Linked DNA regions of Mus musculus: regions 1, 2, 3, 5, 6 and 7 are each linked to region 4. A link is a contact called in public Hi-C, Micro-C and promoter capture Hi-C data. All regions are on one chromosome and are shown on one strand. The core of a region is the stretch at or near the end of the contact, and the rest is flanking DNA. Distances in the headings are between cores, read along the strand shown. Region 1 holds the start of Cd302 (CD302 antigen). Region 2 overlaps Ly75 (lymphocyte antigen 75). Region 3 holds the start of Ly75 (lymphocyte antigen 75). Region 4 holds the start of Wdsub1 (WD repeat, SAM and U-box domain containing 1). Region 5 has its middle 15 kb from the start of Gm39831. Region 6 overlaps Marchf7 (membrane associated ring-CH-type finger 7). Region 7 has its middle 38 kb from the start of Marchf7.

Evidence for each region. Promoter capture Hi-C pulls out the DNA fragments that hold promoters and counts their contacts. A called contact is a pair of places that touch in the nucleus more often than the background predicts.
Region 1: a promoter capture Hi-C map of pre-B cells shows a contact between it and region 4. The contact joins the promoter of Cd302 here to the promoter of Wdsub1 in region 4. A contact is called at or near these places in 5 of 39 promoter capture datasets (the 3T3-L1 cell line, hippocampal neurons, liver and 2 more), 1 of 484 Hi-C or Micro-C datasets (embryonic stem cells), 1 of 115 datasets of contacts at active chromatin or transcription factors (pancreatic cancer cells) and 2 of 9 other capture datasets (adipose tissue and liver).
Region 2: a promoter capture Hi-C map of embryonic stem cells shows a contact between it and region 4, with 2.0 times the contacts expected there. The contact joins the enhancer-like site here to the promoter of Wdsub1 in region 4. A contact is called at or near these places in 11 of 39 promoter capture datasets (the 3T3-L1 cell line, the C10 cell line, the HPC-7 cell line and 4 more), 1 of 15 datasets of contacts at CTCF or cohesin (pro-B cells), 1 of 115 datasets of contacts at active chromatin or transcription factors (embryonic stem cells) and 2 of 9 other capture datasets (adipose tissue and liver).
Region 3: a Micro-C map of embryonic stem cells shows a contact between it and region 4, with 2.8 times the contacts expected there. The contact joins the promoter of Ly75 here to the promoter of Wdsub1 in region 4. A contact is called at or near these places in 7 of 39 promoter capture datasets (the 3T3-L1 cell line, 3T3-L1-derived adipocytes, the C10 cell line and 4 more), 3 of 484 Hi-C or Micro-C datasets (embryonic stem cells, natural killer cells and regulatory T cells), 3 of 115 datasets of contacts at active chromatin or transcription factors (large pre-B cells, memory CD8 T cells and stem cell-derived neural progenitor cells) and 2 of 9 other capture datasets (adipose tissue and liver).
Region 5: a contact with region 4 is called in a Hi-C map of uterus. The contact joins the enhancer-like site here to the promoter of Wdsub1 in region 4. A contact is called at or near these places in 19 of 39 promoter capture datasets (the 3T3-L1 cell line, 3T3-L1-derived adipocytes, the C10 cell line and 10 more), 2 of 15 datasets of contacts at CTCF or cohesin (embryonic stem cells and pro-B cells), 21 of 484 Hi-C or Micro-C datasets (the AtT-20 cell line, the MC3T3-E1 cell line, bone marrow-derived macrophages and 10 more), 13 of 115 datasets of contacts at active chromatin or transcription factors (bone marrow-derived macrophages, craniofacial prominence, embryonic basal ganglia and 6 more) and 3 of 9 other capture datasets (embryonic stem cells, macrophages and pancreatic islet).
Region 6: a promoter capture Hi-C map of macrophages shows a contact between it and region 4, with 7 read pairs. The contact joins the enhancer-like site here to the promoter of Wdsub1 in region 4. A contact is called at or near these places in 9 of 39 promoter capture datasets (the 3T3-L1 cell line, the C10 cell line, the HPC-7 cell line and 7 more), 2 of 484 Hi-C or Micro-C datasets (the HPC-5 cell line and nephron progenitors), 1 of 115 datasets of contacts at active chromatin or transcription factors (embryonic stem cells) and 5 of 9 other capture datasets (adipose tissue, embryonic stem cells, liver and 2 more).
Region 7: a contact with region 4 is called in a promoter capture Hi-C map of hematopoietic stem and progenitor cells, with 2.2 times the contacts expected there. The contact joins the enhancer-like site here to the promoter of Wdsub1 in region 4. A contact is called at or near these places in 12 of 39 promoter capture datasets (the 3T3-L1 cell line, 3T3-L1-derived adipocytes, the C10 cell line and 7 more), 1 of 484 Hi-C or Micro-C datasets (nephron progenitors), 1 of 115 datasets of contacts at active chromatin or transcription factors (bone marrow-derived macrophages) and 3 of 9 other capture datasets (adipose tissue, embryonic stem cells and liver).

Annotation. Positions count from the first base shown.
Region 1 is chr2:60,283,128-60,285,941 of GRCm38.p6, reverse strand. It overlaps Cd302 (CD302 antigen), which reads left to right and starts at 1,458. Exons shown (of 6, transcript NM_001290660.1): 1 at 1,458-1,882. The coding sequence starts at 1,822.
Region 2 is chr2:60,316,039-60,318,738 of GRCm38.p6, reverse strand. Ly75 (lymphocyte antigen 75) reads left to right here. Exons shown (of 35, transcript NM_013825.4): 26 at 266-431; 27 at 2,483-2,650. Among named protein-coding and RNA genes, the nearest start is that of Cd302, 33 kb to the right of the region's middle. Within about 2 kb of position 1,443, at least 5 of the 459 cell types and tissues checked have an H3K27ac peak or open chromatin away from gene starts, as enhancers often do. A contact at or near this core is called in embryonic stem cells, where this site is marked.
Region 3 is chr2:60,381,866-60,384,565 of GRCm38.p6, reverse strand. Ly75 (lymphocyte antigen 75) reads left to right here and starts at 1,293. Exons shown (of 35, transcript NM_013825.4): 1 at 1,293-1,428. The coding sequence starts at 1,335.
Region 4 is chr2:59,881,320-59,884,019 of GRCm38.p6, reverse strand. It overlaps Wdsub1 (WD repeat, SAM and U-box domain containing 1), which reads left to right and starts at 1,414. Exons shown (of 11, transcript NM_001379396.1): 1 at 1,414-1,542. It overlaps Gm52554 (a long non-coding RNA gene), which reads right to left and starts at 1,341. Exons shown (of 3, transcript XR_003954039.1): 1 at 1,328-1,341.
Region 5 is chr2:59,525,770-59,528,469 of GRCm38.p6, reverse strand. No RefSeq gene overlaps it. Among named protein-coding and RNA genes, the nearest start is that of Gm39831, 15 kb to the right of the region's middle. Within about 2 kb of position 1,374, at least 15 of the 459 cell types and tissues checked have an H3K27ac peak or open chromatin away from gene starts, as enhancers often do. A contact at or near this core is called in uterus, where this site is marked.
Region 6 is chr2:60,238,189-60,240,888 of GRCm38.p6, reverse strand. All of the region lies in intron 6 of Marchf7 (membrane associated ring-CH-type finger 7), which reads right to left. Among named protein-coding and RNA genes, the nearest start is that of Marchf7, 30 kb to the right of the region's middle. Within about 2 kb of position 1,373, at least 13 of the 459 cell types and tissues checked have an H3K27ac peak or open chromatin away from gene starts, as enhancers often do.
Region 7 is chr2:60,170,637-60,173,336 of GRCm38.p6, reverse strand. It overlaps a transcript of Baz2b not described here. Among named protein-coding and RNA genes, the nearest start is that of Marchf7, 38 kb to the left of the region's middle. Within about 2 kb of position 1,331, at least 174 of the 459 cell types and tissues checked have an H3K27ac peak or open chromatin away from gene starts, as enhancers often do. A contact at or near this core is called in 3T3-L1-derived adipocytes, adipose tissue, bone marrow-derived macrophages and 3 more, where this site is marked.

The DNA.
Region 1 (2,814 bases), core at 209-2,708, 400 kb before region 4:
TCCCTCTCTCAGCACTATTAAATGCCATTAGGTCTTCGTCCACTGGTAAGAATCTGTGCCCTGCTAGCGCCTCAGTGGTGGGATTTTTATCTGGGTTGAGCTTTCATATATCTCAGGCATATGGTCACAATCTCTGTGAGTTTACATGTACGTCTGCCCAGTCGTGTCCAGAAGACAGTTTCCTTGATGCTATCCACGAGCTCTGACTCTTACTATCTTTCTGACCTTTCTTCCTCAAAGATTCCTGAACCTTGAGGGGAGGGGTGCAATATGCAAATCCCACTTAGGGCCAAGCCCTCCATGGTTTCTTATTTTCTGGACATTGACTAGTGGAAGGTGTCTATTAATTGCCATTTACTGTGAGGAGACACTTTTCTGATGAAGGTTGAGAGATACGCTCATCTATGGGCAAAGCAGTAGGTCTCTAGGAATTACTTTAATACTATGGCCATTTAGCAGAATAATAGCATTGTGCTTCCCCTTAGGGACTGCAATCTATTTAGCCACAGGTTCTTGGCACAGTGCCAGGTATGGTACTGGCGGGACTTAGATCCAATCATAAAATGGTTGGTTACTTTTGTGACATTCATCCAACTACCACAGCAGTACCCATATCTTGTTGGGCCCCATCATTGCTGTACCTTACAAGGTTCATATCTGGATGAGATAGAGGTGTGTGCTGTATACACGAATGGAGGAGAAAGAAGTATTTCCTCCTACATCCGTGTGCACAGCAAGCACTTCCCGGAGCGAAGAAAGCTAAATGGGAGAGTTGAAGCTTCCAAGTTAGTGCCATCTTGACCACCTTACCTGACTCAGCGATGTGGTTTCTTCGGCCACAGGGGCTTACCAACAAGTTCTGAAGATAGCCAAGACTATTGGCACTGACCTGTAGTTCTTGGGGCTTTATGAGATTCCATTGGCAACAACTCAAGAAGAACCCGTTTTTGGTACTGGGGTTTTATTTGCTAGGTGGTATCTATCTTCTTTCCCTCTTGTAAGGTAACTCCATTAAAATTTTCCTCTCTCCCTCCCCCCTCCTTCTCTTCCCCTTTCCCTTCCCCTCTCCTCCCTCCCTCTCTTCCTCTTTCCTTCGCTTCCTTCTCCTGCCCCATAGAGGCTGTGTTAGCTGTCCCATCCCATATTCCTTCCTTTAACTTGTGCTTCTACCCCCATCCCAGTCAAACCTTCCTGTTCCGTTATTCTCCTTTACTTTCGATACAGTAACTAGTGGCAGAGATATATTTTCTAAGAGGCATAGTCCACCAGGAGGGAATTGTGAAAAGGGAGATTACGGTTGCTGACACCACCTTCATTAAATAACCAAAGTCCATCAATCTTTGTCCCTCTGTATGATTCTTGCCAAAAGGGCACAAACAATTCTACTAAGAAGAAACATCAGACGAACCCAAATGTGCTTGTTCCTGGATAGGGTCCTAGAACAGAGATAATTGTCAAATGCCACAAGTGCTATGGATTAGTCAACAGTGCTCCACCAATGCTCTGTCCTGGTTCCTATCCTTGCACTGATGTTATGTAAGATGCTAACATTTGGAGAAGCTGCCGCAAGGATTACGGGAAGTTCTATTTATTTTTGCAACATTTTAGAAAGTCTGAGATTACTTCAGTTCAAATGAGAAGTTTATCTTTAACGAAGAGAAGTTGGAGTCTGCGGTGTGTCCGCCGCTTGGGGATCTGAGCGTCCCAGCAGTGCGACCCTGGGCTCCACTCCCCCGCCTCGAGTGGGAGGCGTCGCAACTGAGCTGGGAGCTGCGCACCCGACAAGCACCGCCCCCGGCCCGCTCTCGGCGCCGCGCAGTCATGCCCCACGCAGCGCTGTCCTCGCTCGTGCTGCTGAGCCTCGCCACTGCCATCGTCGCCGGTAAGCTTCCCCTGCCGCGCCCCGGAGAGTGCAGAGTCCCCGCTCCCACCGATGGCCACGTGCCTCGTCCTCCGACCATCCCGCAACCATCTCTCAGGCTGGGTGGCTTCAGAGAGCCAGACCCGGGACAAAGGCCAAAGCAGAGGACCCCACTTCCACCGTGTCTGTATCCTCACCTCAGACCCCCCAAGACGGTTAGCTCGCTAGAGGGTAGAGGAACTGTAGAGCCCTTCAATGGGTGGCAGTAGGGAAGGGGTGAGGCCTGGGGGTGGAGGGAGGAAACAGGCCCTGTCCCATGGCTAGTGGGCAAGTTGTTAAAACAGGAAAAGAGTTCAGCCACATAACCCCTGCATCCAGAGGGAGGAGAAGCCAGGCTGGGATCTCACTACAAACACTGCGATTTAGAGAAACCTTTGGTCGGCTGATATACAGTGACATCTGAAAAATTAGACATAATTAGTCTTGCAAAATGGCACACACACACACACACACACACACACACACACCCCGAGGAACACAGACAATTCCACCGAGCATGTGTTTTTCTTTAAACAGGCTTTCCGGGGAGGCACGTCAAAATATGTTAATGGGGAAACCCTGGGGGAGATTTCCTTCCAAAAAACACTACCAATCCTACCAATCCTTTCCGAGAATGAAAGAGCAAAGTAAACAAGAACTAAGTGGACACTTGTGTGGGCTTCAGTAACAGGATTATGCAAGGGATTTTTTTTTTCCTCCACTGGATTTCACTGCATTTTAAATAAATTTCTGTGTGAAATCGGCTGACAGCGGGAGATATTTTAAAGGCCCTGGGTGTTGAAGACCTAGCACACTGAGTTGCTCTGAGCTTGCAAAGCTCTTTTCTTGGGTTCCTGTAGAGCAGCACGGATGACCAGTCGGGCTGTGTGCTGCCTCTCTGAGAGCAGAAGCAA
Region 2 (2,700 bases), core at 194-2,693, 430 kb before region 4:
CATGAACGGGGTTTCAGCCACACTCACTCAGTCTCAGTGACCTGTGGAAAGGACACGAGGGCCCTCTCAAATGGTTGTCACAAGGATTCAAACATTTAAGACAATGCTTAACACAGTACAAAATGCAACTAATAAACATTTGATCTCATGGGTTAAAGTAATATAGAGAAATAATGCAACTAATAAACATTTGATCTCATGGGTTAAAGTAATATAGAGAAATAATGTCAATGTTGTCTCTGAAATGAATTTCTACACCTCATAGGATGAACTCAACTTTGGTTGGTCAGATGGGAAACGTCTTCAATTTAGTAACTGGGCTGGAAGCAATGAGCAACTTGATGACTGCGTGATATTAGACACAGATGGATTCTGGAAAACAGCTGACTGTGATGATAACCAGCCTGGCGCCATTTGCTACTATCCAGGAAGTATGTGGATTGCAACTGTTTCCATCCCCTTACCCATCCGGAGTAGTAAAACTGTGTCTGTTTGGTTTTGCAAACTCTTATTTTGTATTAGGGGATTATAAGAAAGTCATTATCATAGTGTATCATTATTGCGTGTTTGGGTAGTACACGTGGCTGTGCACCTCGTGCATGCCTAGTGTCCATCAAGCCAGAAGAGGACGTCACAATCCTAGAACTGGAGTCACACGTGTTGTGAGCCACGATATAGGTGCTGGGAATCAAATCAGGTCCTCGGTGAGAGCAGACATCTCTTAACCACAGAGCTACCCCCAGTTCCCACCATAGTCATTTTTTTCCCCAACAGAACTGGTGCAAGGATTTGTATTCATAATTGTTGATTATGGATTGCTTTGTCCTTAGTTCTTACTTTGGAGTTTGTCTTTTGTATACCAGCTGACTATGTTAATTGACATTGATGGACATATACAGTCCCGTTCTGCCTCATGTCACATATAGTTTTACTTTTATATACTTACAAAGCTAACTTATGGAAACTCTTTATTAATTAATTCTGTTTTGTTTTGTTTTGTTTTCGAGACAGGGTTTCTCTGTGTAGCCCTAGCTGTCCTGGAACTCACTTTGTAGAGCAGGGTGGCCTCGAACTCAGAAATCCGCCTGCCTCTGCCTCCCGAGTGCTGGGATTAAAGGCGTGCGCCACTACCACCGCCTGGCCTTAATTAATCCTTAACATCAATGACTAACATCGTGAGCCACTGTTAAAATTCCAGGCATGGTGGCACATACCTTTAAGGACAACACTCAGAGGTGGAGCAGAAGACCAGGCAAAGCTCAGCCAAGCCTGGGCTGCCAGGCAAGCCCCTGTCTCAGAAACAAACAAAGGCTCAGTTGATTATGGGGAGCTGCACTCACTTGAGGCAGCTTCAGTCAGAAGGGAATTTAGAAAACCACCCTGCAAACAAAGATGGAACTCAACCACCCGGAAATGGGCTTCAGACACCCAGCACTAGGGAGCCTCAGGCAAGCAGCTCTCTATGAGCGTGAGGCCAGCCTGGTCTACAAAGGAAATTCCAGGCCAGTCAAGGCTAGATAGCAAGACGCTATCTCAAAACACAAAATAAAACAAACCAAAAAAATCTCCTGACACCAACAAGAAAACAGAAACCCAGAGATGTACCATGTGTGCGCCTGTCCTTTCTGCCTCTCTCTGTGTCTGCACTCTGCCCCTTGTGAACTTTCTGCCCTTTCTGCCCAGTAGCAGAACATGGCTGCTCTGCAACTCTCTCTTCTGCCTATCAATGAGGTGAGTGTATGACATCTGAATCCAACCTTTCAAGCTCCTAGAATCCATTGGCCTCAGCCTGAGAATATGCAATCCCCAGCCCTGTCAGGGGCCCACATTCTTGGGTTTGTGGTAAAAAGAACACACTGTTTCTGAGACAAAGGGGTTTGCTGCTAAATGGGAGGAAAATGCCAGATAGTCTCTAAGACATAATGAATCTGAATTATTTTGACTTTAGCGTATCTATACTTGCATCCTCTTGAATATATTACTTTCATAGAATAAAAAAAATGAGATATTCTAAAGGCCATTTTCTAAATGATATTTCTGTTTAATTTTGTTAAAAGAATAACTATTTCATTGAAGTTATTTCATTAAAATTAGAGAAATCAGTAAGCAGAAATGTGAGAGTGAATCTCACGGTTGCAGTTAGATGCCTATTGTTAATTAATATGTTTATAGAGTCCCTCTGAGGAGGCTCCTGGCACTTGACATTTAATAAAACAGGAAGACAGAAACTCATGTAACCTAAAAACGCCTCTTTTTTTTTCACATTCCTCCACTCCACAGCAGGAGTAAGAAAATTATGTCAGATAATTTCCTCACCACAGAGAGCCAGCATGCTTCATGCTATATTCAAGTGTAAACAGAACAAGGCTGTCACTTCCTCACTTCCTTCATATTTCCCACAAATCAAGTCTAATGACTGTGAACAGGATTTAACATTTACATCCGAAATTAGAGTTCTTACCATTAACTTTTCTTCCCCCAGATGAGACTGAGGAGGAGGTCAGAGCACTGGACACTGCTAAATGCCCGTCTCCTGTACAGAGCACCCCATGGATACCATTCCAGAACTCCTGCTACAATTTCATGATTACCAACAACAGGCATAAGACAGTCACACCGGAGGAAGTGCAGTCCACGTGCGAGAAGCTGCGTAAGTAATGTCCCACTGCCATCGTGTATCGGGACGATACACTCATCACC
Region 3 (2,700 bases), core at 44-2,543, 500 kb before region 4:
TTCCTCCCCCTCCCTTCTCTCTCTCTCTCTCTCTCTCTCTCTCTCTCTCTCTCTCTCTCTCTCCCTCTGTCCCTCCATCCCTCTCTCTCTCTCTCTCTCTCTCTCTCTCTCTCTCTCTCTCTCTCTCTCTCTCCTACTATCAGTCACACTGGATCTCCAAGCTCACTTTGCATTCTTTGCCTCTGTTTTACTCCCCCATCCCCAAACCCCGGCCATCTCTCCAGTTCCGGTTGAGCAGTTACCTTTCTGGATGCTCTGTCTGATCCTCCTGTGCACTTTGCCCAAGTTATTGTGTAGGCTTCAACTCTTCCATAAGGCCAGAAGGCAATCGAGGCGTGCCTCTTTACTATGCTAAGTGCTCTGTGTAGCCACTAAACACAAAGGCCAAAGCATGGGAGGAGAAGTATGGTACCAGGATGAGTTTAGAACCACCTGGGCAGTTGGAACTTGGAAAGTAGACCTAGACAAATCCTGAGGATAATAGCCACCTTTGAGGAACAGGGATGAGAGCTATCTCAAGTACCCTATACTCAATAAATATTTCAAAAAATTTTCACTTCTAGGCAAGTTAGTTAGTTTGGAACTTGTCCTATTTGTGGTAGCGTTGTCCAAGGGACAGAATAAATGGGCTTGAATTTCAGATTCTGGGTGCAGACTTCCACATTTCAAATAGATTGTTACTACTAGATTATTAATGGGGGGAAAAAAAGAACTCTGCAAAGGTCCAATAGTTAAATCTCCTTAAAAGTAGTACAATTGCTGGAATAACTGTCACGTTTAATATGGGTTGACAATTTCAGGTCAACCCCCCAACGTTCCTTTACTCCACCTTTACTCATACTTCCAAAATGACTATGATGTTGTTAAGCACAACTGAGGTCACCGCATATCCAAGTGTGCACTCCCCACCCCCACCCCCCCACCCCGCGGTCCATAGTGACCCCACGTGGTTGTGTGCACATTTCCAACCAGCCAAGGTCCGAAGCCCTAGCTCACCGCCTTGTCTCTCTACAAGGAAGGACAAATGCTACACTGACAGAGCCGCACTTCCCCAAATTTGCTTAAGAAGATGGGGAGTGGACTCCCAAACCCTGTGGTTGTCCTGTGCACTCCTCCCGCCTTCTGGAGGTCCCGAGCCTTCGCAGAGGTCTGCCTTGGGTGGGTGGGGACTCCTGCAAAGCCTCCGCTGGGCCCGGGACCCAAAGCGGAGCTCTGATTGGCCGAGCGCGGCGGAGGCGGGGTCTGCGCGCCTCAGAGGTTGCCCCAGAGGCGTGGTGAGGCCGGCGGGGCTCACCGCTGAAGCCGGTGCGGGCAGGAGAGGCTTGGGACTGGAGATGCGGACGGGCCGGGTGACCCCGGGCCTGGCGGCGGGGCTACTCCTGCTGTTGCTGCGGTCCTTCGGGCTTGTGGAGCCTTCTGAGAGCTCAGGTAACCGGGCGACCTCGACGCTGCTGCTCTGAGCATTTGCCTCCTTCGGGTCGGGTCGCGATCGCTTTGCTCTCTGTGTCTCTGGAGCAGACAAGTAGGGAGGTCTGGCCTAGGAGAGCAGCGGGCAAGGCCATGTGGTGCGGAGGGACCCTCTGCCTAGAAGAGGCCCACAGCTCTTTCCCAGAGACTTTTCTGCCCCTTGGTCCTCCACTGTCCCCTGAAATCATGCTTTCCTGAGGTTCACCACCTCCTTTTACATCCCTGTCGCCCCTTGGTCGTCTTGGAACCTCCGGGACAATGATGAGCCTTCACCCAACACCACAAGGACTCCCAGCCATCACGACTTTACTGTGCCCACTTAACGCAAGGAAAAGGAAATCAGGTTCAACCATTGTCCCCAGAAGTCAGCCAGGAAGGAGTATTAGGATGCCCTTCCCAGTCCCCATGAGCAGAGGCTCATCTAATCTGGTTATTATTTCCAAATGCTCCCCAACTCAGCTGGCCCCTAACAGAAGTGCAGGTCACTTCCTGTCAGTGGGGAAAGGATGCCTTCTGTAAAGCTCACGTAGTGCCAGCAGCACCATCCCACTTAGCAGTTAGAGTTTTGCTTTTACTTTCTCTTTTTGCTTCAACGAAAGGTGTGCCAAGGACCTTTTTATTTAACTGGACTATATAAATGGCAGCCTATAGGCTGCAAACATTCACCAGCTACTTCTGCTATCTCACCGGTGTGAAGAAGGAAAAGGTGGTCAAGATGTGTTTTAGGAAGTTCTGAGTGTGCCTCTGGCTTTCTTTGGAGCTACGCTTACTTACTTTCTGATGTAGATGGTGTCCAGAGTTATGGAAAGAGTGCTCTGCAAGACTAGGTGTCATCAACCTACCCTTTAATGAGTCCTGTCTTGACCGACTCTTCTCAATGGTCCTTTGACCTTCTGCACTGGAACAACCAAAGGAAGTAATATAGTAGAATCTTTTAGTGATATGAGAGCTCAATTCTGTCTGTTGCATAATCCGAGGAGAAAACTCTACCTGCAGCAGTTTACAGCAGAGAGCATGCTAACTTCCAATCACTTCTCTCTTGGTTTCTACCTACATCTGGGAGTCCTGTTTTGCTTCCTTCACAAATTTTAAGATTCCCTTAATATCCAAATGTCCCTGTTGGTTTTTTGTTTGTTTGTTTGTTTGTTTGTCATCAACCTGACACAAGCTACTGTCATCTGGTAGAGGAACCTTGATTGGGAAAATTCTTCCATCAGATTGGCCTATAGGCAA
Region 4 (2,700 bases), core at 165-2,664:
TCCCAAACTACCTGTCCCATGGGGTGAACGTGCTGCAGCAAACAACTGGTGTTTGTAGGCGGGGTCTACTAGTCCCTTGTCTAATTGCTGTGATAAAACACACAGCAAGAGCAACTTGGGGAAAGGGTGGTTCACTTTGGCTCACAGTTCCAGAGGATAAAGAGCATCGTGACAGGGAACATGGGCAGCACTGCCTGGGGAAACTGGTCACATTGCATCCAAGTCAAGAAAGAGATAAACACTGGTGCTCCTTTTTCTTCAGCCCAAGTCACCGAGTGGGATGGTACCACCACAGTTAGGGTGGACCTTTCCACCTCATTAGCCTAATCAAAAAAATCCCTCACAGCCATGTCCAGAACTTTGTTTCCATGGTGATTCTAGCTCTGGACACATTGACACTATTAACTATCACCTAGGTTTCTTTCATAGATTTCACAGATTTTACTAAGATAATAGCCAGTCAAATTGATGGAGATGTGCTGCATCCTTGCAACGGGCCTCAAAGGAAAGAAGGCGTGACAGACACACATCCACAGAATCTGGGATGACATGGTCTGGGCTCTCTCATGGAAAAGGCTGCAGAACCCTGGGAACCCAGCCTGTTTAATACATACAGTTGGACACAGAGAGGGGTTACAGTTCAACATATAGCTGAATTAAGATGGCAGGGTTTATAGTATACAGCTGAACAAGGAGACAGGCTTAGCTCATCACTAGGAGCAGTCTCTGTGGGGGACCAGTCTTCAGGCGGTAAACATCCAGGAGGACAAAGCTAGAGAGGACATTTCTGCACACCCCGTTAACGTTAGAACGTCAGACAGGAGGGGTGGCTTTTCCAGTCCCATGGCTCTAAGGCACTGGGCTCCTTGATACGGCTATGCCCATATCAAACAAAATACACATTCACCAGGGCTCCAGTCACTATGGAGATAGAAAAAGATAACACTCAAGTCTGGCAAGAATGTGGAGAGACAGGCACCACTCTACATATATCATTCAGAGTACAAACCATGCCAAGTACAAACAACCCAGAGCCACTGGGTACTTGGTATGTAACGTAAGTCTGAAAATTCTTTAGGCTCATACACCCAGTAGTTCCATTTCTATTTAGCTCTAGTTGAGGTTCAGAAGTGTGGATAGAGATCTAAGTACGAAGGAGCTTAATCTAACTTTTTTTTTTCTGTGAGCAAAAAAGTTAAACTACCATTCGGCAGTATGATATAGTCCCATTTGGACCATTAAGCAAAACAAAACCCAAAACAAACAAGAAAAAAAACCAACTTCCAGGTAAATTACCACAGCCAAAGCCCACAGGGAACCGGCCTACCGGAGCTGCCGCGGGCACGCATGCGCGGGCATGGGCGCGGGGTGGGGCTTGCGCGGCTCTCCCTGCGCCGCAGCCACGCCCACCTCAGTTAGGTAACACGTGACCCAGTGAGTCGGGCTCTGCCTAGTGAGCAGCCCAGCCCAGCAGCCCAGCTCGGGGCCCAGCCCGGGGCCGAGCCCGGGGCAGTGCAGACTTGGTGACCTCAGAACCCGGAGGTGCGTGACCTCGACCCCGGAGCCGCGCAGGGGAGGAGCCGCCCGGAGGCGGGACTCTCAGTCCGGGTGCGAGGGAAGTGAGTGTGGGCTGCACGCCAGGTGGCGTTGGGGCGGGGGCAGGACCGGGCCACCGGGTGGGCTGCGGTCACGCACACCCCACTGGCCTGCTGGCTCGCCCGGCCTCTTGTGCGCCGAGAGAGAGAGAGCGGGAGCCGGTTCGGAAAGTCTCTCGCTGCATTGGCACTCCGGGGATTTGGACCGGCTCCAGAAAGCTCCATCTGAGCTTGTTTTCCGAGAACCTGTTGGAGTGTTTCTGCTTGTTTTGTTTTGTGAGGCTATGAGAGACCTGGAGGGAAGGCTGCTGAACTTTGGGAAGAAGATGAAAATGAAAACATTTACTTATTTATTTGTAGAGATTTCCGTAAACTAGATGAAGACAAGAGATTATCCATTTTACAAGTCGAGGTCACGTCTGTTTCTTAGGGATGGTTTCAGCCGCGATTGTTACTCGTTTGTTGGTTTTCTGAGACTAGTTAGGTAGGCTTTACCTCCTTGTTTAGCTGAAGGTGATCTTGAACCCCTGATCCTCGTCCTGCCTCTGCCTCCCTAGTGTTGGTGTTACAGGCTCAGGCCAGGATGCCCGGCACTAATTTTTAATTATACTGTTTTTCCACAGTTAGATTTTTGTTTTGGAAGCTTTACTTTCTAAATCATTCCATGCTAGATTTCATATGTAACATTTAAAAGCAAACTCAACTATATTTGGAACGGAGTTTCATTTGAGCACGTTAGGTACCTAGCACTGCCTTGCATGCTGTGGTTGCAGAGATAAGCAATATGGACAGGGTGCCTACTTCTTTGTGGTCACTGGCGGTGGGAATGCACACAGGGGCTGCCGCTGCAGGAATCAGTATGAAGCATTCTCAGAAGACTGACATTCGACCTGCCTGTACAACATCTTATGTAGCCAAAGATCTAAGTCCTACCACAGAGATACATGCACTGTGTGCGGTACAAGGCTGCATACCACAAGAAATGGAACTGATCTAGATGACTGTTGCCAGTTGGATTTTTTTAAACTGATACAAATGGATTTTTAAAATCGGTACATATACACAATAGAATTTTACTTTGCCACAAAGAAAAATGAAATCATGA
Region 5 (2,700 bases), core at 125-2,624, 360 kb after region 4:
GCTATGAAAACCTGCTGGGTGGTGATGGTGTATGCCTTTGATCCAAGCACTTGGGAGGCATAGGCAGGGGTAATCTCTGAGTTTAAGGCCAGCCAGGTCTACAGATCAAGTTCAGAGACAGCCAGGGTTATAAAAGAAAAACAAAACAAAACAAAACAAAACAAACAAACCTAAAACTCAGGGACTCAGCGATTCTTAGCACTTGAGCATCATCTCTTACATTGTTTGCCCTGGAAATGCTCTCTGAATCTGTAACCATAGCAGGATATTGCAATGGAAGGCTCAGCTCCGTGTTGAGCTGCGATAGGCATAATATTTCAAAGTTAGGCCGTGGACACCATCTATGGAACAAAAATGGACTTCCAGATTTTGCCCTCTTTTCCATGGAAAGACATATTTATCCTCTCTGTATGTACATAGGACATACATGTACATTGCCAAGGATATAGGGATGCGGGGCCATGACCTCAGGCCATGTAAAGCATTCTTAGGTACTGTGAGTTGTGACAAAGATTCCCATGGAGGAAGCTCTAAAAAAACCCCACAAAACCCCATCAGAGAAGATAAATCAGTTACACGCAATCATATACCATTTCCTGTTGCTATGAGAAAACATCTGAGACCTTGTAACTTAAAAAGTGTAGCGGTGGGTATAGTTCGTGACTCTGGAATCCATGACCACGTGTGTGGGTCAGAACACAGCAGAGAACCGAAGGGCAATCTGTGTAAGAGATGGAACACGGGGTGTGGGTACACTTTATCACAACTTTCTCACTCAAACGTACACTCAGTCCCTCAGGAAAGGCTGTAATTCTCCTCTAACTATTGCATCAAAGCCTTCACCTTCTGAGACACCCACAGTAGCAGCCAAATTTCCAACAGGAGTTTCAGAATGGACAAACCATATCGAAACGTAGCATCAACCCATCAGCAAGAAGAGTGGGGAGCACCTCTTGGCTTTTGTTTTGTTTTTGTTTTGAAGTGCAGTTTCAAGTAGTCCAGGCTGGCCTTGAACTCTCACTGAGGTCATCAAGCTGGCAGTGGGGATCATGGAGAAGTTGACAGCTCCTTTTCCCCCACCACAAACCTCCCCAGGAGCCACCTTAGCCCTCAGAGTTTAGGGTTTTACTTGGGACCCAGCATTTAAAACCTGACCAAGTGTTTGTTTGTGTTCTAAGAAACAGTTTCTCCCTGAGGACCTTCAACTACACAGATAAGCATCGTCCTGCCTGAGGTTTTTGGCAATGCCGCCCTGCTAGTGGTCATTAGGAAGTGCGTGGGAGTCTGTTTTGATTGTCACAATGGTTGGTGGGGAGGAGGATGAGGCGAGACTTTATAGAGCAAAGGTCTGGGATGCTAAGCATCCTAGAATTCCCAGAATTGTCCTGCATGAAATTGGACCAGCTCCACCCCCGTGGAGCTACACCCTCAGAAGCCAGGCCTTGGAAAGAATGGGGGCTGGCCGAAGTATAAGCACATTTTAACTGTGTTCCCTTTGTGCTTACCCACTGTGTCCGTGACACCGAGATTGAAATTCCTGCGCTGACCTATAAAACTCTTCCTGATGCTCAGGCCTCCAAGCTGCATCGATGCTGTGAAGCCAGGCAGGAGCTCATGGACTGATTGCAGCCTGGAGCCTTAGAAGAGCTGGCCAGGCTTAAACCTGCTGGGGTCGGGGCACTGAACTCCAGGATTGGCTAGGCTGAGAAAACCTGGCAGGGTCTGATTATGTTTGACGGAATCACCTCTGTTTTTGGTCTTGGAAGTCTCTGAATGAACTAGCTCACACAAGGTAGTTGTCATGTGACTGATTTAAGATCCTGAGATGCATGGATACCTGATTATGCAGGTCGGCCAAGGTTAGCCACAGAGATTCTTATTACAGGGATGGCAAGAGCCAGAGTCCAGAAAAGGACATTCATGGTCAGAAGCTGAAGTCAGAGAGGTTTGTTTTGATGATGATGATGTGTGTGTGTGTGAGTGAGAGAGAGAGAGAGAATGTGTGTGTGTGTGTGTGTGTGTGTGTGTGTCTGTGTGTCTGTGTGTGGTACTAAGAATGTTCTAGAAGTACACACCTGGTTTGAGGTGTAGTAGAAGTCTTCCTTCTCAGGAGGCCTGGCAGGTCTCGGCATGTTACCTGAGGAATCTTGTTTTGTTTTTTGTTTTTGTTTGTTTGTTTTTGTTTTACTAGACAGGGTTTCTCTGTGTAGCCCTGGCTGTCCTGGAACTCACTCTGTAGACCAGGCTGGCCTCCAACTCAAAAATCCGCCTGCCTCTGTCTCTCAAGTGCTGGGATTAAAGGCGTGAGCCACCACCGCCCGACCTGAGGAATGTTGTAGCCACAGCAAACTAAATTTGAAGTTTCCAAGGAGACAGTGAAGGAGGCCCAGAAATTTTCTTCATCTGCTCTCAGCAACCTGCAGCCATGGCCCAGGACTTCATGATAGAAATGAGTGCGTGCAGGAAAAGAATCCAAAGGAGCGACAGGAGTTCTGCATCATTCCTGGTTTTCTCAGGTAGTGAGTGTGGCCCCTTTGGGTGGAAAATTAGATGCCACTTCAGGTGCATTCACCGGAGGCTTTCAAGGGTTTCTCTCACCTTACCAACACCTGCATGATCCAATGCCATCTCAGATCTTGCAAAAGTAAAAACTGGACTAGCAAAGTAAAAACTAGAGAAAATTAAAAGGGTGAAATTGAT
Region 6 (2,700 bases), core at 124-2,623, 360 kb before region 4:
AAAATACTGGAGGTAGAACAGCATACAAGACAAGATTACAATATTGCAATAAATAAAATGTATGTAAAATTAACCATGTACAATGACAAATAGGTTCTATATGATGTTCACACCTCCACCCATCATTAAGATACCTTTTTAAAAATCCCACATATTCATCTATCCTGTAATTATGGGAAGCTGACAATGAGGCAAAGGAATGTGACATCATCTGGACCTCCTTACTTCCTCCTGAAGGATGCTGCCATGGAATGAAAGCTTTGTTTAATGACCTAGCACTTCAAACACTAGTGACATACACAGATTAGTACTTCTGGTATCAGAGCATACATATCGGCCATGTTTGTGATCTAAGCAAAGTGCCTGCCCTGCTGACTAAAAGAGGAAAAGGGCATCCACCTCTGTTCAGATAAAAGTAGCTGATTTCAACATTTAGTAGAATTAAGTCCTCATACATTTTACAACATGGCTCAACCCAAGATATGCTGGTAAAGAGATAACAAATATTTTACTATTGCATTTATATGTAGCTACTAAGATATGCAAATGTAAAAAGGCCAAAAGACCAAGGCTATCAAAATATTAGGTATTGAGAAGAGGGAGATGGGGAGAGAATTAACAGTTTACTGGCTACAAACTTTCTGCATTGGGTGATGAAATAGTTTTCAAGTAACCACTAAATTACACACTGTAAAAAGGTCAATGTGGCTAACACTGACAATTTTGGAGGCGGTGGGGGGATACTTGTTACATTCAACACTTGCTTATCACAGGCAGTAGCTCCACAGTAGTAGGTCCTCATAGTTAGACTTTAGTAGGCCTTTATATTATACTATTTGGGGATTATTAGATACAGCTACCAATTGAAATCTGTCCTAAAGTTAAGTTTTATTAGTAGTGACGAGAGAGGTTTAAATTCAACTCCACTCATAATCTTAAATGAACTTGCACAAATCTACAACCAGAGACTTTGAAGATTGAGAAAAAGAGTAAGCATCAAACCTTTTTCTTAAAAAGTAGCCTTTAAAAAAAAAGTGTATGAAGTTTTTATTGTGAATGAGAGAAAACAACCAGAGTCCTCTCTGGAGGAATCCAAGTCAGAGAAAGCTCCTACAGAGTTATCTGCAAGAGTGGAGAGTAGCAGAGGGGAAACAGAACTCAGTGAGAGGAACAGGGGAATGGAGGCAGGACCTGTGGGTAAGTAAGAAACCAGCACGCTAGGGGGAAGGAGGTCACACAACAGGCACTTGTGATACCAAAGGAGCCTGGGGACCAGCAAAAGCTTTGATAGGCAACCATAGGTATATGTCACCAGAGAGCTATGTGTCCCTTCTGCCAGACTTAAAGGAAGTGACTACTTCTGGCAGGTAGGAACTGGTTTCACAAGTCCCTTAGGAATGCTGGCTTCTGTCTAATAGGCAGCAATACTTAATAGTCCAGGTTGAGCTCATCTCTGCCTTTTGGAGTTTGGGAACTGGGAGTTTCCTTTGCACCTCACAAAAAGAAAAAGAAACAAGCTGAGAAACTATGCTGCCCATTTGCCGGAGCTGTATGTGAAATCATGATATTTTCATCCAATTGTTATAGACTGTTTAGTCACCATAATGCTTCCAGAAGAACACAATGGGACTGAAAGCTTCCTATTCTCCAGCATATTTTAACACCATAACACATCACATTGATATCCTTTCTCCCTTCCTGGTTATTTATCTTGCACTTACCTTTAATCATATTCATTAGCAAAGGAGCCAAGTATTTCAATCTATGTCTGTGTCAAGGAATCAGTAAACCACTCTTTAAAAATGCATGTCTTTCATTTCAATATTTTTGGCAGGGCTGAGTATTAAAATGCAGGATCTTACAAATGACAGGAGGTACTCTGCCATTAAATCGTTTCCCTCTCTCTAAAATTATATGGACATTAATGTTACCTAAAAAATCTTAATCTACACCCCAGAATGTTATTTCCCAGCATCTAAAGATCTGCTAACCTATCCCTCAATTAAAGACCTCCTTCTCTAAGAAAATGGAAACATTTATACAGCAGGTCACCCCCCGAAAGCAATAAACAGATCAACATGCGTATGTACACGAGCTTCCTGGACATGAAACAGCTCTCCTCCATCCACCCTGTGCTCCAGATGCCTTCTTTTGATTCTATTCACAGATTTTCCCTGCTCCAACCCAACACCCTCTTAAACACACGCTCCAATGTTTCCCTACCTCAACATGACCCCATATAGTATCCTAATTTGCTACCTTGTATCTTAGCTTGTTGGGAAAAGAGCTTATGAGGTAGTGTCTCCCTTTAACATACATATCATCAATCTTATCTTTTCACTTAGAAAAATTTGTGTATACATATTACACGTATGTTCATGTGTGTGCACATGGAAGCCAGAGGCTACCACTGGGTACCCTCCTCTATCACTGCCTCCCTTAACTTTCGAGACTGCTGTGTCTGTAACTGAATCAGAAACTCTCCAATTTGGCTAGACTAGCTGAACTCCAGTGCTCCGACTGGGGCAATGTTAGGGTGCGAGGAATCTGACCTCAAGTTTGCGCAGCAAGCACTGTGTCCTTGCTTACATCACATCCTTAGCCCATTACGTGGGTTAGCATCTTACGGTTCTTCAATTCTCATCAATGCTGAGTACCCACTTCTACATAATTATCTTGGCTTATTTAGAAGAACATTTT
Region 7 (2,700 bases), core at 82-2,581, 290 kb before region 4:
GCCTTTCTGGTGGTTTGCAAGGTACATCTTCAAGTTTGCAAAGAGACCTTGTTTTGTTGTTTTTCTTTTCTCTCTCTCTCTCTCTTTAGATGAGTGATATTATAAGGTGATTCGGGCATAACTTGAATGGAATTTCAGTCTCATAAGGTAAATTCTGAAGCCACCAGGGCTACACAACAGGCTTAGGACACATCCTTTCCCTATAAATGGCTTTCAGGTGAGATTACTAGGAAATTGCAGGTTTATAGCTATGAAGGGAGAAGGGCTCTAAGCAGTTGTTAATAGTGCTGCAATTCTTGTATCTCTGAGGGGAAGAGGCATCAACATGATTTCTGAGTAAGGGGCTCTGCTCTGCTCTGAGTGTCTCTGTCTTGCCTCAGTTTAGTAATCATTTCCGCTTCTTACACTGGGTGGGACTGGAAAGTTGTGAGTAACATTGGCAGACAGAGGTTTGAGTTCCCAAGTTCTCCCTCCTCCTGCTGAACTCTGCTGGTTGCTTCTGACACACTTCAGACAACATCTATTGGCTGGGGCTTTAGCCAATTCAGGCTACATAAAGACAGTGGTGTCTAGGGGAAGTGAGAACCTACTGGCCCCACAGACCACAAAGCTAAGTGTGACTAGCACTGGGTTCTGCTGTGCAATGAAGGGAGGCATCTATAGTGAATGCAGTGTGACGGACAAGTGATTCTTGACTGGCTTTGTTACCACAGTTGTTAGGGTCAGAGCCTGGCCCCACCGTGGCTCAGCCACCCACCTCCAGAGGCCAGTTAAAACACTCATACACAGCATAGTTAAAGACAGAAAAAGGAAATTTATTATATGTAGCCACAACTGAATGGAAAGAGGAACAAAGGTATACTAACCATCCCTCAAATTCATCTTCAGCTTCCTGGCTTGAGTTTTTGTATAGTGTGTGTGTGTGTGTGTGTCTGTCTGTCTGTCTGTCTGTCTGTGTGCGTGTGTGTGTGTGTGTGTGTGTGTGTGTGTGTGCGTGCACTTGTCCATGTGCACTTGCAGTCCAGAAGGTACTTGGTATGGAATATCTTTCTCCACCACCTCCACTTTATTCTTTGAGATGGGGTCTTTCACTGAAGCTGGAGGTCCCTAAGTCACTAGCCAGGCTTCAGGAATCTGTCTGTCTCCACTTAACACCTGGAGTCTAAGATCTCGCCACACACCTAGGCTTTTGTTTTGTTTTGTTTTGTTTTATGTGGGTTCTGAGGAACTGAACTTAGGTTCTCATGGTTGGGTGGCAACCACGTCACTGACTGAGCCAGCTTGCCAGCTCAGGCTTAGACTTAAATGGAAGACAAGGGTGTGCATGACTAAGCACACTGGCCAAGGTGTGGTCATGCTCATCACTGCTTGGCTCCAGTGAAGTGAACTGGCGTGATTAGCTGTCAGGACTGTGTGAAGTAAATACCCATCTGAGAGACAAGCGCCTCCTGTGGTTGGCACTGTGCCCAGGTTTTTTCTTCTCGCAGGATCAAATTCCCTGGAAAATTCCAAATTTCTTGAAACTACTGTTTTCAATAGTATGATGGGAAGGCACCCAAGTATCTTTAAAACATTTTCAGTCCTGCTAGGATGGCTTGAACCTAGGCAAAACAGCCAGAGCAGGCAAAATGGCAAAGGACTACGCTTCAACAGTCACTCCCCTAAACACAGTCCTGGGAGACCTGGATCTAGGAAGAAGCCATTCCAATTCTAACAATTGATTTTTACTAGGTTTAAAGTATTTCTAAACTTTTCGTTTGTGTGCTTGTTTTTGTTTTTGGTCTTTTTGAGACAAGGTTTCTCTGTGTATTCCTGGCTGGCCTGGAATCTGTAGACCAGGCTGGCCTCTAACTCAGCGATCCACCTGCTTTTGCCTCTGAGTGCTGGGATTAGAGGCGTGCTCCACCACCACCACAACCATCGAGTATATTCTTAAGAATTCTGTCTCTGTCAAGGGAGTGAGAGACAGACATCCCTAATAGACACAGTGAAGGCGTTGAAAGTATGTGCAGCTGAATCATAGCAGAAAAATCCTGGATGCTAGGGAAAGATGTGGACACCAGCGAGAAGTAAGTTCCAAGTAAAAACTGATGCCCTGTTTATAAAGCCAGCTAAGCACATAATGACCCATTTTAAGCGCAAACAATAAATAAATGACAACCAATACTGCCATGTCTCACACTTATCTCTGAGAACCAATCCAGACATGGAATTCCAGTATAAGCACAAACTAAATTAATTCACAAGGAATACACGAGCATTGCGAATGCCTGCTTGAAGAAGTGTTACACACAGGAGCTAAAGCAGGGTAAAGTGTTTGCCTAAGAAGCCCCAGGCTCTGGAATCCGCAGCACTGTATAAACCTAGGCAAGGGAGCACACGTCTGTGATCTCAGCACCTAAGAAGTGGAGGCAGGAGGATCAGAAACCCAAGGTCTTCTTCATCTACAAATCAAGTTCCAGGCCAACCAAGGACATATAAGGCCCTGAAAGAAGGAAAGAAGAAGGAAGGAAGGAAGGAAGGAAGGAAGGAAGGAAGGAAGGAAGGAAGGAAGGAATAATAAAAGAAAAAGCAGCAGCCAGGACTGGCCATTCACAGAAGAGGAAGAAAGTCATCCATCGACCGACCCAGGAAAGAATGAAGTTTATGGCAGAAGAGATGTCAGCATATCTGTCTCACTATACCAGTGAGCCCCTAGGA